2 separate regions of the Arabidopsis thaliana genome follow, and region 2 is linked to region 1. A link is a contact called in public capture Hi-C data. All regions are on one chromosome and are shown on one strand. The core of a region is the stretch at or near the end of the contact, and the rest is flanking DNA. Distances in the headings are between cores, read along the strand shown. Region 1 holds the start of AT5G50175. Region 2 holds the start of AT5G50290 (wall-associated receptor kinase galacturonan-binding protein).

Evidence for each region. Capture Hi-C pulls out chosen DNA fragments and counts their contacts.
Region 2: a contact with region 1 is called in a capture Hi-C map of root, with 2.0 times the contacts expected there. The contact joins the promoter of AT5G50290 here to the promoter of AT5G50175 in region 1. A contact is called at or near these places in 1 of 2 datasets of contacts at active chromatin or transcription factors (shoot) and 1 of 3 other capture datasets (root).

What each region holds. Positions count from the first base shown.
Region 1 is chr5:20,426,377-20,429,127 of TAIR10.1, reverse strand. AT5G50175 reads right to left here and starts at 1,379. Exons shown (of 1, transcript NM_001036969.3): 1 at 409-1,379. The coding sequence starts at 985. The coding sequence ends at 647.
Region 2 is chr5:20,460,369-20,463,119 of TAIR10.1, reverse strand. It overlaps AT5G50290 (wall-associated receptor kinase galacturonan-binding protein), which reads right to left and starts at 1,343. Exons shown (of 4, transcript NM_124408.4): 1 at 913-1,343; 2 at 5-415. The coding sequence starts at 1,306. It overlaps EMB1006 (Pentatricopeptide repeat (PPR) superfamily protein), which reads right to left. Exons shown (of 2, transcript NM_124407.2): 2 at 1,410-2,751. The coding sequence ends at 1,616.

The DNA of each region.
Region 1 (2,751 bases), core at 130-2,629:
TAAATATCTCACCAGTCTAGTGAAAGTGTCGCAACGTAGTACAACGTATTGTATGTTTAAATGAGTGACAAGAGGTAGCAAATTGTATGTGACGTCATCTAAATGGATATGAGATATTACAACAACCTTTTTAAAATTTATAATTGAGGATCTTTTGTAAGTATATTTTAGACATGTAATTGGTTTTACTTAAGGTTTTCTTCCTTATTTTATTTTAGAAAGCTAAACTAATTTTGTAGTATAGTAGAGAAGAAAACTGTAAACTTTCTGATCCCATTTATTTATAGTGAAATATGCAGTGGCAGGAAATTAAGATCATTTTTGGTTTTATTTCCTTAACCATTTTTAATATCAAAATTGCGATCAGAATCCCCGATTATGATATGAAATAACTCAATAAATATTTTTCGTATTAGAAAGATTAAAACATTTTTTTAACATCTAAAGATTAATTCTATAGAAAATTGTAACTATAGAAGTATTGAATAAACATTTAAAGCACACATACATTATGTATATATTAAAATTAAAATTCGAATAAATAAATACACAAAAGGGGAAAAATCATTCACAAAAATACATATATTTTTGTTATATACAAAAGTGATATGTAAATACTCTCTAACAACAAACAATCTTCATGAGACTAACCACGAGGATTTGCTTCTCTAATCAGAACCCTGAACAAGCTCATCGCCACGTCCGCCGTGATCGTCTTCCCCCTCCGCGCTAAAACACGGCGACGTGTACCCGAAAAGGCCAGTAAGACGAGGACCGTTATCCACGCAACCATGGTGGCTCGTGCTGCTGCCACCAGTAAAACAAGCGACAAGGCTGCAGCGAGGAAGAAGCCGATGAACAGAAGGAGTTGATAGAGCGGATTCGTGACAGATTTAGCGGTGGAGATTGTGTAGAATGAAGAAACAAAGAAGATGAGACATGAGAGAGTAATGGTGGTTGTTGCTCTACTTTTGCAAAGATCCATAGCTTTGTGAATGTGAAGTCAAAAGTGGTTGTTTAAATTTTTTAAGTTAACAACAATGCTTATAAATGGAAATTAATAGGCTTAGGAAATTAGTTTAGTTGAGTGGTGTTTCATTGGAATGCATGTGAAGGCACATGGGGGGAGGTTGAGTTTTATGGGTTGTGTTATGAAATGATTCATGAGAGTGGTTTGAAGTAGGAGACACTTAAAGGCATTGGGTGTCTATTTTGGATTAAAGAAATGAAAAAGATGGATGAAGACAATGAACAGACAGATGCATGGGAATTGTGGGATTCCTCATCTCGGGGCAAAAACTGAGGAGCAGTGTATGTTATGTTCGGTTGCTGAGTCAGTTTTTGGGATGTGTTACTGAGGTACCAACTCGAGGTTTAAAGATTGGCTATTAGATTGATGTAATATTATATATATATATATATATATATATATATATATATATATATATATATGTTAAAACGGAGCTAGCCTTGCAAAACTCAATTTGATGACAAACTCAATTATAGAGAAAAAAACTCAATTTGATGAGAGAAATAGTTTTCTATTTGTTTTGGATAATCAAGATATCCCGAACCGAAGCTACCCTAATTTTCAAGAGATGTGAAAAATTCATGAATCTCTCATCTTTGGGGTTAGAACTGTCAATTGGACAGGCGGCCCATGGGGTTGCCCAGTCCAAATGCATATGGACGGGCTATATTCCGGACCATAAAACAAATGGTCTAATTGGGCATATGACCAGTTTTGTCCGCGGATAATATGGGCTTGACCATATGGACAATGGGCTGCCCATGGGCATGAATTGAGGGAAAAATACAATTCTCCGATTTTACGATTTTGACGGAAAAACGTAATTCCGCAAATTTCCTCTAAAACGCGATTTTATTATATTGGCGAGAACACAATTTTACAGTTTCGACGGGAAAACGCAATTCTCCGAATTTACGGTTTTGGCGGGAAAACGTAATTTTTCTGCCAAAATCGTGATTTTATTATATTGGCGAAAAACACAATTTTACAGTTTTGGTGAGAAAACACAATTCTTCGTTTTGGCGGGAAAAAACAATTTTACGATTCTACCGTTTTGGCGGGAAAAAACAATTTCATAATTTTTCCGCCAAAATCGTGATTTTATTGTATTGGTAAGAAAAACACAATTTTACCGTTTTGTCGGAAAAATGCAAAATGCAAAAACACAATTCTTTAAAATCATGATTTTTGATTTATCAATAATAAAATGGGCTATACATGGGCTTGCCCATATGGACATGGTCTTTATTGGGCATGGACATTTTTCGGACCATTGTCCATTATGGACCGTCCAACTTGGCCCATAAAAAAAACTGTCCATACGGACACGCCCAATGGTCCCTGGACGGACCATTTGACAGCTATATTTGGGGTAGACAAATGAGAATCTGTGACATGGCTTTGCAAATACGGTAGGGACTAGGGAATGAAATTGAAAATCTTATAAATATAGACATGGCTTAAAATTTAAGTGTATAAGAGAGAGAGGCAAATGTGATAGCTGATATGCTTGCTAAGAATGCTAGAATTAATATAGAAAAGTATGTTGTAAAATGGACGTTGTAACGTTTTATTATAAATGAATTTTGGTGATAAAAATAAAATAATACTATTTATAATTAAATATTGTTATTCTAATGCTAAATCTCCCTATATTATTTCAAATATTAAAATTCTATTCTATTTAATTTATATAATTATTTTTCTCATTTTTCGAAAAC
Region 2 (2,751 bases), core at 94-2,593, 34 kb before region 1:
TGACCTGAATCACAGTTTGTAGTGGAATTATGGTTGTCACACATGCAAACATGTCTAAGCCCTCCACCATCAGCAGGTTCATAGCCACAAGTCCCAGAAGTTGCAACACACGCACGACAAAACGCATCACTTCCTTGGAGTTCATACTTAACACGTATCCCATAAGCCCAATCAGAGGGTCCTCTAAGTTTCAAGGGTGCTAGATTATACGCACTACTGTATCCTTCACACTCCAACTTACTTAGATTAATCGCTTTTACGGATTCGAACCCGACCCCACAACACATGGGTGGACCTGACCCGGAATGTATACCCGGTTGTCTGTATCCGACCATGTCCCAAGCTGGACATGACATGTATTCTTCGCAGCTCATTCCAGAGATGTTGCGGCACGGCACTTTCTTTTCCGGGAAGCCTATTAACCAAATGTAACCGGATTATTAACCGAATTTAACCGGAACAGAAATCCAAATGTGTTTAAAAACGGCTTGGTTTTAGTTTCTTAACAACCTAATGACCAAAATGAATTTTGCTATTATTAAAACTACAAAAAAAAAACAGATTTTTTGAAAAAGAAAAAGTAAATTTTAATTATCTGTGAATCATAATATATGTAATCATAAATTCATAATAATTCATGTACTAATAATTTACTAATATCTGAAATTATTCAAAACAAAAGCGAATCAAACCAAAATTTCATCAAATCAAACAGATTAGATTTTTTTTTTTACTTCTAGTTTTCTATGAACCAAACCCAAAAAAAAAAAAAATAGAACTCAAATTGTAAACCGGATTTGAAAAATGCAAACTAAAATTTGAAAAGTTGTGTGGCCTACAGAATGTAAATAAATCAAAATTTAATCTTTAAGTTGATTTTTTTTTGAAATATTGTTGTAGTAACTTACTAACCTTGAAATATAGGAGATTTAGGAGAACATCCGATCAACATAAAGACATTATCTGAGGTAGGATTGAAATATGGAGTTCTCCAATCCTCAGCTTCAAAGCCATTGCCTTTGCCACCGAGCACGATGGTTTCGCAGTTCGACATGTGAGGATCATGCAGTGTTATGGACTGATATGCGTAATCGATGTCCAAAACTCTATAAGAACCTGAACTTATGTGAAACATCAACACATCGTTCATACAAAACAATAGATCTCTATACCCTGGATGCCCACATCCGTTTCGGATCCCAAACGGATAATCAACGGTTATGTTTCCACAGTATGATCGACATGCGTCCACAACGCAAATCTCAAAGAGTGTCACAAAGGATAGAATCAAGATCAAGATTTTCATTTTCTTTATTTGGGTTGTTTACAAGAGAGTGATGTGTGTGATCTTTGATGCAGAGAGCTAAGAGTTATATCTAAAGATTGCTTGCTACTTAAGAGATACTTCGCTTGTCGGAATAATAAAGCTAAACTTTTGCACTTTTTACTACACATGACCAAGGTATGTCCTAGGAACATAAAAAATTAGAATGCTAATAAATAAGGCTATAAGTACAAAGAACAGAGGAACATATATTGAATACAACTAGATTCGTATAGCTTGAGAATCCTCACTATGTACCACTAAAGCATTTATATAGCTTTTAGGCTACCTTCAAGATCGGTGACGACCAGGAGAAGTAGTTCGATTCGTCTTGTACTTCCAAAACTCATCTTTCTTCCCCTTCGTCTTAGCTTTAACCCGACCGAATTTGCTATTAATTATACCAAGTATGGCAGTCTTATCCTTTCTGTTCTTTGTCTTTGCCTTGTCTTCCAGAATCGCCCTAAGTTTCTCATAGGACCTTGGGTCTGGTACTTGCCCGCTTTTAACCATCATCTTGTGGTAAAAGAATGCCCTTTTGAAGTCTCGAACACGAACAAACGCGTAGATCATTGTTGAATATGTGATGGAATCAGGTTTTAAGTTAAGAGCAGCCATTTCCTTCAACAGTTGCGGCAGTTTTGCATCTTGTCCTCCCCGTGCGTATGCATTCATCAGCATATTGTAAGTCATGACACTCGGCTGCAAACCCATTTTACTAAACTCAGATACAACATCCCTTGCTTCAATGTAGAGTCCTTGCTTGGCAAACCCATCGAGAAGAGTGTTATATGTTATCCGTGTCCCTTTGATTTTTTCTCTCAGCATTAGTTTCCAAATTTCCATCAGCTTTCCAGTGTCGCCTGATCGTCTGAATGCATCAAGAACTGATGTGTATGTTTCAACCGACGGTTTAATCCCCTCCTTACACATCTCTTCAAAGGAAGCATAAGCTTTTTCGTGCCACCCGCTAACCGAGTAAGCATGAATAAGAGCTGTGTAAGAATGTGAAGAAGGTTTCAAACCTACTTTCTTCATCCGCAGGAAAGCATCAGCAGCCATATCACTCATCTTCTTCGTCCTCCCATACGCACTAATCAAACACGTGTACGATTTCACATTTGGCTCTAAACCTAAATCCTCCATCTCCCGCAGAAGTGTCTCAACGATATCAGGCTGCATCCTTCTAGCATAAGCATCCATAAGAATGTTATAAGTTGCAGCCGAAGGCTTCAAGCCTTTATCTCTCATTTCAGTAAAAAGACCTTCCACTTCTTCTATGTGGTTGGATTTGTTGTAAGCATCCATCAACGTATTATACACAATCGTGTTTGAACGGATACCTTTCTTCTCCATCTCTGTTTGAATCACAAGAGCTTCTTCTTTAAGCCCTTCATCACAAAACGACTTCACAAGGCCACCGAAAA